Regions from separate parts of the Zea mays genome. Here region 1 is linked to region 2. A link is a contact called in public Hi-C data. All regions are on one chromosome and are shown on one strand. The core of a region is the stretch at or near the end of the contact, and the rest is flanking DNA. Distances in the headings are between cores, read along the strand shown. Region 1 holds the start of LOC542116 (superal 1). Region 2 holds the start of LOC100281588 (purple acid phosphatase).

Region 1 (6,070 bases), core at 3,235-5,734, 330 kb after region 2:
TTGATATACTGGGAGTACTCGAACATCCTCATGTTCACTCGTCTTCCTCAAGTTCGTTGTTGATCAATATCGCAGCAACAACAACAACATCTCTACGGTATCCACACATGCTGGGATGAAACATTGTGATGCAGATATGCTAGCATCGTGTGTACTATGAGAGAAACAACAACGATGTCTTGAACGCGCACAATCCTTAGGAGAGGCAGTGACAGCTAACGTCTGTCAAGCATATCGGTCCCTTTATATAGAGAGAGACCCTTGCTAATGGCTTTTACCCTAAAGATCTTCTCATGGATCTTGATTGCTTCTTAGACATAAATCCAACATGCCTTCCCTTTCAATGTTCGTGTGGTGCTAGTACATCGACATCACAATGTTTCATTCCCGCATGCGTATACAACATGGATACGCTACCATTGTTGATGTGGCAACAAACGTGAGAAGCATGACTAGACATGTTGTTGCTGTTACATAAGGACATATGACTATTTCTACTAGATCACCATGCTCTTCCATTATGTTGCACTAGCGAAGTGACCGTGCATTGCTACGGTTTCATTTATACTTAAGTATAAAATATAAAACAAAAGGACATATGTGTTATGTTGGCTAGGTGGATGTGAATATAGGTTTAAAACCAACAATCATGATTCGAAAACAAAAGGACATATACATTGTGTTGGCTAGGTGGGTGTGAATGTGGGTTTAGAACCAACAATCATAATTCGAATCCCTATTTATACATAATTTTAGTATTTTTACTATTTAAACATAGGTCTCCAGAATGACGGCAACATGGAACCATAGAAACTGTTGCTTTAATATAGTAGAGAAGTGTAGCGGTAATGATTCGTTGTTATCTACTTGTATTTGATATGATTTTGGTTAAATGTGGTAAACGTATTTTCCTTTACATATGAATTTGGTAAAACTCAGAGAGGTGTTGAACCGAGATGAACTAGGAATTTTCCGAGAAAACAGAGACTTTCGAAATCGTGATTGTCTTCGAATTTGGGCTGGGAAAGCCCACGAGTGATGCGCAAGCAGCATCAGCTCAACCACACTGCAGACGAAGTTCAGATCGAAATTCAGTCCAGTACCCAATAAATAATCATACAGTGCCTGTGTGCTAAAGCATATCAAAATTTCAGTGCGTTGCGTTAGACTGGAAAGTGGTTGCAAGATGGCATGAGACTGCTAGCAACGGTAGCCTGTATATTGCATCCCCTAAATACTAATTTAGAGATTCCTCCAAAAGATTTCTTCCCCTAAATAAATTTTATCCGCAGCGGTATCCTGTACACTGTATCCTCTATGTCCTACGGGTCCATGCCCAGTCACGCGAATGAGAGGAGCCAGGAGCTGGAGGACTTGTCGGACGCTCCCTCGTCCCCTATATCTATAGGATGGAGCCGCCCCCCTGGAAAATACAGGATGAGGTACCGGATACCGCTGCAGACGCTTTTTATTCTCAGATCCGGTATTCTACAGGTCCAGGACAACATACAGGCCACCGCTGCTACCAGTCAGGGGGTATCGTCGGACTTCCCAACGAGAATTGCTTTCTCTGTGCTCTGTAGAACAGGTAAAGTTTCTTTGGATTTAATTAGGCAAGATTTTTCCAATCCTAAACTCACCATGAAGCAAACACTCAATGAATTTGTTGATGACAGCTCGATCATCTAAGGCAACAGAATCAACGGTATGGCAAACTGATGCCAAGCATCAGCTTCAACATTGTTCATACCAGATGTGGGCGACCCAGACAGAAACACAGAATCACAGATGTCCGCAATCGCGCAAATTATTGGATTTTAAAGTACAATAAGACAGCAAAGTTTCCATCGAGTCACACAAACCCCACATGGCAATGCCAACACACGCCTTCAAGCATATAACAGTAGTATTTACGAATCTACCAAACATGAGTAGCAGTCCACAGGACAATGGGTCATTGCGGCTCAACAGCATAAGCCTGAATCGCATCTGCAAAGGAGCAGACACCCATGTTAGCATACCCAAGTTAGGTTCCATAAATCATAAGTATTTCACAGCATATAGAAGCTGAGTTCAAGAAATCTGAGGAAGAGGTTATCCGGCCACCAATAGTTTACCAAACAGATAAGCTGGAGAACATTTGCAGAGGATTTATCAACTGCCATAAACAGAACAGAGTTAACAGAATTTGCTCAGGAAGTATGAATTTGAGCCGATGCTATTTATATGCAAGACAAAAAAAAAAACTCTACGAGTGTGCAAAATGCAATGCGTGCCTTCAGAAATATTCTTTGTACACCTGGGTAAGCAATATAACAGTAAATACACAAACATTTGGGGGGGGGCACCTCTGTGAAATACGAAAGCAGAAGTTTTCTAGTGCCAAATAGGAATTTTTCTCTAACAGAGGCACACTACATCACAAATTTACACACACTGCACAGCCTCTTCTTATTCTGTGAACATGCTATGAATTGATTGATAATATTATGGTCCTGGTATAGAGCCAGTCGCATAGTAACTTTAACTTTGTGGTGCAAACAATAACCTTTTACAGCAAAGAGAAACCATTATCTTTCACGCAGTTTCTTTGATTCAAGACAGTGACAGTTCCCTACTTCTATACTATCAATCTTATTACTGGAACACCTCAGGCATAAAACACTAATCAGTTAATTTTTTACTACGATTCTACCCAGCTTCATCTCATACTTGTTCATGCCTATATGGTTGAGCCAATGCAGAATCATGTAACAGTACCATCAACAGTAAAAAAAGGTTCAAGCTTTATGCATTTACACTATTGTTCAATATTTTCCAAACACACGCTTAGGATTTAGCTGGCAGTTGGCACTAGCAGCTAATGGAACAGGAAGGTGAGTGTGGCAGAACATAATAGGCATTCATGTGGTCGACTCACTAAGACAAACAGAGCTTGGATATTACCAGACACAATCACATAAGTGCATGGTCCTCACAGTCATCAATCACAAATATATTATTATGGCAAGTGTTATTTCATAACATAAACTTACCAGCCACTTTTTTAAGATGCTACCTAGAGAAATTTCCATCGACGGCATTATCAGGTTTCATTATAGCACTGCAAGCCTGTGAACCACTTAACATCCATGATAGTGGTTTTAGGGAGTGCTATACTGCTTTAGGCATATACAGACAATAAAGCTCATTAACATTAGCTCTAACAGCTATATTTGGTCATTTGTAAGTGCAAGATATAAGAAAAGAACCCACAATATATATTGTTCGTCTTAGGCCTCCTTAGGAACAATGGATTATTTCTTGAATCCTGTGTTTTCCTGTATTTTTTGAACTAATTCCTGTGAAATTCTTATACCATTGCTAAGGTACGCCATTATTTGCTAAAGTTATCTGCTCTAGAGTACAACTCAAATCGCTAAAAAGCTTGGTTCAACAGGTAGTAGATATACATACCTGACCACCTTCACATGCAATTGGGCACAATTTTATAAAGCATCACACTCACGATTCACGATAGCAGTTCTTCAACAATGATCAAAGGCTACCGCAGCAAAACATAGGCTAAGGTCACGGGGGGCTAGGATGAATCTATCATCACCTGATAAAGCCTGAAACAACCTCTCAGCCGCGGGCCTTAAGCTCGGCGAGGCGGCGAGAAAGGTCATCCTCGTCGACTTTCTCCTTATCCTTGGCGGCAGGGATGGCGTGGGCGGCTGCCTGCGGCAGACCGACGGAGACCTCGAGCCCGTAGTCGTCCGCGACCTGCTGCATGAGGCTGTTGACCTCGGTCTCCGGCGTGGAGAGGGAGGTGGAGCCGGCCATGGCGCCCTCCATGAACTCGGCCTGGACCTCCATGTTGACGAACTGGCGCTCGAAATTGTCCATGGTCTCGGACATCTTCTGGAGGTTCCCGGTGGCGAGCGAGGAGTCGAGCGACTTGACGATGGACTGCATGGACTTGCCGATGACCTGCATCTTGGCCTGCGTGTCGAGGCGGGCCACGACGGCGTCGAGGCGAGAGGCGAGGCGGAGGTAGTTCATGTGCTCGGTGCGCTTGCGGATGGCGTTCTCGGCGTAGATGCGGGCGCCGTCCATGTTGCCCTTCTCGATCGCCTTCTTGACCTTGAGCTTCTGCTCCTTCTCCTCCTTCTCGCACTTGCGCGCCTGCCGCTGCAGCGACTTGGAGGTGAACTTGAGGTCGAAGATCTGATTCATCAGCTTCTCCGGGTTCCCCATGGTCGCTGGCGAGCTGGTTGGTGTCGCTAGGGCTGGGATGGGTCTGGGATTTGGCTAGGGCTAGAGTGAGATTAGGAGAAGAGCTGAGAGGGCAATTTGTGAAGGCTCGTGGAGGCGAGAAGGGGAACGAATGGGGATTTTTTGACGACGAGGCGATCGGGTTGGGGGATCGATTCGATTTTGATCTGGGCGAAGAGCCTAACACCACCACGCGGTTTGGTGCCAACACGGCCGTGCGGTGGCTGCGGGTGGGAGTCGTCGTGTGGCGACCGTGTCCTGGCCGTAGATCGTGCTACAGCGCGTGGTATAAACGTTATAGATCCGGTCAAAACCACTGCATTTAAAACTAGAAGAAGAAATATCATGTGTTGAGCAACTCCAAGAGTCTATGTATAATTCTAGCTAAATTTAGAGTTTCATGAGAACTTAAAAAAATAGACAACTTCTTAAACATTAAGGTAAAACAAACTCTTTATAATTCTTGTGGAAATCATTTGACAACAGACCGCCACTCGAGGTACCGATCCGACCGTCAAAGTACGAGATAAGGTACTACACACATACTGTATACTGCATATCTATCATCACAACATTATCAATCACTTGTCGGTTTGGCGTTGTTGTTGTAGACTGCGATTGCCAAGAAGAACTTCAAGCAACTTGAAAAGAGGTACCGTGAGATAGACCCAGCAAAGTGTGTGGCGTCGTGACCTATTTTGTTCTTTGCCTTTTTGAACTGTTGTACCGGTCAATTAGAGGCGAAGCTAGGGGGTTTTATTGGTGTCACTTGACCCCTATAAAATTTAAGAAATACTATACAAATATATTGTTAGCTAGTGTATTTAGATGATGATTAGTAAAACAGACCCCAATAACTTTATTTTCTGGCGTCGCCCCTGCGGTCAATCCGTGTTCATCGTATATGCAGGCAAGCTCACAGCCACGGGAACGGAGATGGTGAGCTGAGTGTGCTCACCAAAGATGATTAGCGATCTTAACAGGATGCCTAGCGGGAAAGAAAAGCGAAGAAAGAGTGTTGGATCGAGTTTTGAGCGCCGTTTTTCTATTTTTACCGATACTAATTGATTTAGCTAGGCTGTTGGAGTTGCTCTTATATGCTTCTAGTAAAAGCGAAAATCAATTTCAAGTCAATTTTAAAGATTTTTTTCTCTTTTCGGATTCTAACAATTCTATCGAGAATATAAGCCATTTTGTTAAGGAGCGTTTAGATTTGCTTCACTTTACAAAATCTAGCTTAGCTTTATAAAATTTTAGCCAAACATTCCAACTCTACCATAAGCAGTCAAAATCTAGTATGTATTTTTAACTCACTCTTAAAGTTTAGGTGGAATTACTCACATTTGTCATTGGTTAAAACGTTTTCTTTTGTTCTGTTCTTAGAAAAGATGACCACGACATTTATGCCTATTTATTGGTCGCCCGCTCGCCTTAGACTGTCTCCAACCATGCTACCTAAAATTAGAGATGTATTCAGTAATCTGCCTCGCGCCAGAGCACAAGGTCGCGTACGCATTTGTAACATTCTCCAACGGCAGACGCAAAAGAGAACCCCTGGGCCGGGCTGTTTCACTCGCGCGCTTAGGCGGAAGATTCACGCGGGAACGGCGTATCTAGGCGGGAATAAGTTACTGCGTCCGCGGGAACCACCTAGACGGCGTATCATTGGTCGAAGCTGGCCATGTTGTACTAGCAAAAAATAATTTTTTGGGTTAACTAGCACTGCAAAATTAAACCAACATCAGTTCAGGAATGTGCTTGCAGTAAAACCTGGGTAGGTTGAGCATCATCAAAGTCTTGAAGTGCAGCAGTA
Region 2 (6,058 bases), core at 2,007-4,506:
AACCTTGAAAAGGTTGAAAAGGAGAACATTTAACGAGGTTGCTTTCATAATACTTATCAAAAGCACGAAGTGAAGAAACACAATAACAATAACGAAGCCTTTTAGCCCCAAGCATAACCAAGTTTGGGTCAAACTCAACATGAGCTACCAGTGAGAAGTGAGGAAACAAGTATACAAAAAGTTATATAGCCATTACCTCATAGTACTGCTCTTCTTTCAGAGGTTCCAGAACAAGCTCATTCAGAACCCTTCTGGTTTCAGTCAATGCTGCTTGAATATATCCAGGATTCCTTGCACTTATATCAACTCGGACCTATCATGCATCAGAAATATGGAGTAAATTACTCATATCAATTTCCATTCACCTTACCAACAAAATCAAGTGTAATAAATACTTACAGGGGAAAAGAAGTAACCAATTGAGGAGACCTCAATCAGATGAGTTCCAGCTGGCACGTTGTGGCTAAAGTATATCAGGTCAAGGAGCAACAATAAAGCAAATATTGAGATCTGCTAAGACCGAACTATGGTTATATACAAGGAAATATATAACCAAGAGTAGACAAGAATTAATGGTATGCACATGATGAGAGCTACAGCTTCTTTGCTTGGTAAATTTTATCAGCAACAGATGGATAAATGTATGATACTATGTTTTCTGGTTGAGCGACCAGGCAACTAATCGTGATTAGTCGACGACTAGGTCGACTAATCGACCTCTGGTCGACCCTAGTCATCCACTAGTCCATATGACATGAATTCTGCAATACTCGACCTGCGGGGGGTAAGACAGCCCCCGAGTATTGTATTAAGAAGACCTTCTCACACAGGTCGAGAAAACCCCCAAACCCCTACCCCACCCATACACAGCGGCATCGAAGCCCATGTGAGAACGACCGCGACCGAGGCCGAGCCTTAGACCTATGCTTTGGCGTGGGACAGACGAGGGGATTTTTTTTAACCACAGCCTGAAATTCGCTCCCACGGGAAGTCGAACCTATGACCTGAGGAGTGCTACCCAGACCACCTAACCAATTCACTAGAGGCCCTTTCGCGAATTCTGGAATACTGATTTAAGAGAAGATATTTGTTCATCCAACTGAAAACAGTAGCTCCCCAATGACCCTAAAGTAATGCAGGCGTTGAAGAGAGGTTTAAAGGAACATGGAAGACATAATTTCAGACCATACATGATCATAAACAGATATAGGTTTAGAACAACATGGAAGACACATAATCAGACCATACACGATCATGGCCTGCCAAAAGAAGCCCACGAAAATTTGACAGGCGGCGAACCCTGGTCGGATAGAAGCTCCTGATCGATCGACTAATCGTCGCTAGTCGTCAACTGGTCAAACGGCCAGGGTGATCAGGTGTCCTAATCGGCCTGCCCTGATCGGCCACCCAAAACCAACCCACCTGACTAATCACGATTAGTCGGGCGACTTGAAAACATAGGTATGATAGCATGAGCCATACCAGTGTAACACATGTGGATTTGCTAGAAAATGGAAAATAAACTTGAAACTTACGGTAATGAATCATTTGTAGGATACAATGCAAAGTAGCCGTCTGGCCTGGCAAATGTAACCCTTTGGCCGCCATTAAGTATCACTTTTGTGTTTGATGTCTTGGCTGGAAGACCATAGCCCTTCTCACTCATGCCTATAGCCATAGCACATATATAACATCAGATGGACAGCATGTGATAGTAGCTTTCAGCTTGAAATTTAGGTTTCAAGCATGCTTCAAGGTGCAATAAACCTAAATTAACAAATCATTCACTGTAAATCCCATAACTATATCCATAAGCTAAGAGTACTCTCAGGGAACAACACACATACAAACCATTTCAGAAGCATTGATCAGAACATCGTAGCAACGCGGATATCCACAAATCAAGAAAACTAGTTTAGTGGTGTGGAGAGACAGAAGCCAGACAAAAACATATCAGAGCCCCTCCAATTGCACGCACCTTATCACAAACCATGCTGGCATGGCATCATTCTATCATAAAAGAAAGATCTTCTTGCAAATTCATTAGGTTACTACACTGACATTAGCAGAAATCAAAATATCAACAACAGAATTTCTACATCTGTATACTCCCCTTTTTTCGGACAGAACACAGCTGCTGATTCATTTTAGTTTGCATTAAACACCAGAGAACAGGAAAAGCACACACACACTTGCACAATTCAGGGCTGTACTTAAGTTTGCAAGCTATAAGTTTAGTTAAAACTTCACAAAATCATTTACCATGGATGATCCTAAAACCAACAAGCAGCCGGGCTCTCATCAATTTGCGTCAGTTCAACATTCAGTAAATGCTTGCATACCTCTAATTTCCTAGCAATCAAAACTGCTTCAATAGGCAGCTTTAGTTACATGAATGAATTGTTTGAAATCCACACAAAATACAGGCATATCCAGCAACCAAAAAGAGCACTAAATCGAAACTTGCAAAAGATATACCCCAGAGCAACATCAGGAGCAACTAATTTAGAACTGAGTGACACTTATACAATCCCTAAACGATGCAAACCTAGGCAGTGGGAGCTGGATCACTTACCATCGATCTTGACGCGGCCGGCGATCGTGTAACCCTCTCCAGACCTAGAGCCACCAACGACAAGCGCCAAATCGGGAGAGCGGTCAGCAAAGCATCCGGCCGATCGGATCACGGAACGAGCGTAGGTGAAGGACAGGGACACCTACCCGGCTTGATGCGCTGCCGCGGTACCGAGGCAGGCCGATGTGACGGACACGAGGAGAAACAGGAGCAAGTGCCCGTGGCAGAGGGAGGAAGCGGCCATCGTCGCCGTGGTCGTCGTTGCTCGTCACGGTCGCCGAAGGCCGGAAGGGGGCAGTAGAGCTGGTCGGCTCGTCGCGGCCTTTTTCGGTTTGTGATGTGACGGATGGTTGCACTTCGGTTCGGTTTATTCTCATAGTGGGCTTCGGTCGAGCTCTTATTTTGGCTCAAACGCAATGGGCTCTATTGGGTCTAGTTGGGCTAGGCTAGTGATCTATCCTATCCTGATGATCAGATCCGGCCCAGAAAACCGTGGAATCTGTCAGGTGACGAGAGGAGAGAGAGACGGCGGCGGGCCCGCCGCCAACCAACCTTAATGAGTGTCGCAGTCGCAGGTGGGACCCGTTTGTCAGTTATGTGACTCATCCCGGATTCCCGGTCCAGGCTGGCGTCGCAAATGAGTGGGCTGGGCTCTTATATTTGCCGTTCCGTCACGGCTTTGCTCGCCAAACTGACTGATTGTCTGATTGTGATTGCGGCAGCACCGCCGACCACGAGCCCGCCGAAAGGCTCCTCCGCCTGCCGTTCCAGGGTGCACTGCCGCCATTGCTCATCTCCCCGTGGTGCGGAGGTCCACCCGGGCGCCAATTGGTCTCCTCTTTCGTTGGCAGGTAATCCTAGGACGGCCTCCGTTTCTCTGAAGAGTTGTCTCGCTTGCTAGCAGATCCAAATCTTGTCTGTCTCTGTCTCTGTCTCTACGTTGGTTCGGTGTGTTGTGTACTGGTGTACTGCGTGGTGCCCTGTTAGTCCAAATCCATTTATCCATATTTTGGCTAGGTTTCTTTGCTTCTTCATCAGGCTCAAGATCGACACTAGTTGGCTGGCACCACACTACTTCTTGAGTTCTTGGTGCCCAATAAATCGGGGATACAACGAAACTCGTGCGAACTGTTGTTCGTGCAGAACTTATTATAAACAAAATCAAACACTTTTTGCAAAGGTTATGTGTCCTGAGCCTACTGATGTGTTAAGAAAAAATCACTCAGAATTACTACTCTTGTTAAATGGATGGTGAGTATGAAATCCCAAGCAGAAATGAATTCAGTTGTTAGAATAGTTCCTAGTTTCTGCTCACCTTTAGCGCATCAAGAAAAAACCAAGTAAAGAGAAAGAGGTACTGTCGTTGGAATTGAAGTGCATGTTATCAGGTGCCTGAGACTTATTTGTCTTCGTTTGTCCTTCCTCATCTGCACACTTGTGCTGCTCCGTATGTTCTTTCTTCTATTTGTTTGCTCTTACTATTTCTTGAATGACAGCTCTACGGCCAATAAATATGTAGTTTGGCCGTGTTCTCCTATTCGGTTTTTTTTTCACACTAGAGTACGCGCTGTAGATTTACTTAAGATGGTTGTTTCTATGATTCAAGATTCTTTCTATCCTTTTTTAGTTGGACTACAATAGGTTCCTAGTAACCTCGAATGGTTATGATCTATATTGTCATGGGTAGGGTCCACCAGACTAATAGCTGGAAAATTGGATGTTTTCCTTTTCTATGAGATATTCTAAAAGATTCTTCCTTCATTGGTTTCTGCAAAAGACTTGCCAGCTACTTTTACTATGTAATAAATGAGTAATCATATTTGCATTTAAGGGCGATGTGTCATGGTTTGGCAATATCACGATAATAAGGCAACGTTAATGTTTCTTTAGCCATATTCTGACATTGTATTTAAGACCGCAGTGATGATATTAGATTCTTAGGCTAATCGTGTTAATACCAAAGAATCGAACTAATCAGATCTATATGTTCTGCTGTTCTTACACAATTTAATAACTTTAGTTGCTATTCTTCAGTTCTTCTGACCATGTCTTGTGTGTAGTAGTAATACAGCGTTGCTGGTTCATTGGTATAATATTTCTGTTTTCTGATCAGTGAAAACTAGTTCATTTGCAATCCAATGAATCTCTTAATCATTTTTGCAACTTTGTAATTTTAGACTGAGTGGCATCCAATCCTGAATCAATGAGGGGCTGGGGTTTGCTCGTGTTATCGCTACATGTTCTTTCATGCCTGGTTAGTGGCGTTGCTTCTGGTCGAACAAGCTCTTATGTGCGCACAGAGTTTCCATCTACAGATATACCTCTAGAAAGTGAATGGTTTGCTATTCCAAAGGGATACAATGCTCCACAGCAGGTAACTTTGTCACCAGATTCCAGCTCATTATTAGTGTTATCATTGTAAAGTCTGTTTAGTGCTTACATCATGCTGGTACCAGGTTCATATCACTCAAGGTGATTATGATGGAAAGGCAGTTATAGTATCTTGGGTTACTCCAGAAGAACCTGGGCCAAGTGAAGTATTTTATGGCAAGGAGAAGCTATATGACCAGAAAGCAGAAGGAACAACAACAAACTATACGTTTTACGATTACAAATCTGGATACATACACCATTGCCTTGTCGATGGCCTTGAGGTAAAATACTAATATATATTTTTTTTCTATACTTCAATTCAGGATTTATGTTATATTCTTATTCAAAATGTTTGCCCTGCACACTATTCACCCTGCCAACTATCATAACTCAAACAGAATGCTTCTTTGATAGAGATCACTTCTCTTGATGAAACAAATTTTTTAATGCAGCTACTTTGTTTAATGCTATTTATGCAGCTACCTCTCAATTAGTATGCACATGTTGAATTGACCACGGAATTTTATTTTATCAGATTTTAACTGTACAAGGTTATTTTATTCGAACCTGATGCTACGTAAAATTGCAAATATATGCTGTAACTTTATTGTTTGCACTTTGCAGTATAACACTAAATATTATTACAAGATTGGAAGCGGAAATTCAGCTCGAGAATTCTGGTTTGAAACGCCTCCAGCAATTGATCCAGATGCATCATACACATTTGGCATCATAGGTTTGTCTTTCCTTATTTAATTATTAATACTCTATGTTACTACATATTGTCGTTCAATTGTGTTGGACCTCTTCAACCCCTAGCCTAGCTAGGTTGCTTGAAACACATAGAGCTGTGTGAAATGATAGCAACTATTGGTGTCAAATTGCTTTTGACCTTGCCTAGCTAGCTAGAAATTGGAGCAAACAATACCTTGTGGGCTATCTCTGCAATGTTGACCATAGAAAATATAAATAATCATGGCATGCATGTCTAAAGGGACACATATCCCCACCATCATGCAGACATACTTGTTAGTTAGATGGGGCGAGGTAGAGAAGGGAAAGTTTGTCTCATCAAACACAACATACCAGGAGACAATGATGCGGTTGGAA

What was found. A called contact is a pair of places that touch in the nucleus more often than the background predicts.
Region 1: a Hi-C map of ear shows a contact between it and region 2, with 4 times the contacts expected there. The contact joins the promoter of LOC542116 here to the promoter of LOC100281588 in region 2. A contact is called at or near these places in 6 of 25 Hi-C or Micro-C datasets (ear, endosperm, leaf and 1 more).

Annotation. Positions count from the first base shown.
Region 1 is chr9:99,905,689-99,911,758 of Zm-B73-REFERENCE-NAM-5.0, forward strand. It overlaps LOC542116 (superal 1), which reads right to left and starts at 4,485. Exons shown (of 2, transcript NM_001329492.1): 1 at 3,602-4,485; 2 at 1,784-1,989. The coding sequence starts at 4,239. The coding sequence ends at 3,625.
Region 2 is chr9:99,577,257-99,583,314 of Zm-B73-REFERENCE-NAM-5.0, forward strand. It overlaps LOC100281588 (purple acid phosphatase), which reads left to right and starts at 3,257. Exons shown (of 10, transcript NM_001154507.3): 1 at 3,257-3,426; 2 at 4,753-4,949; 3 at 5,032-5,229; 4 at 5,573-5,684. The coding sequence starts at 4,779. It overlaps LOC100277198 (ER membrane protein complex subunit 7-like protein), which reads right to left and starts at 2,944. Exons shown (of 7, transcript NM_001407177.1): 1 at 2,722-2,944; 2 at 2,576-2,619; 3 at 1,536-1,668; 4 at 400-463; 5 at 197-313; 6 at 1-3. The coding sequence starts at 2,819.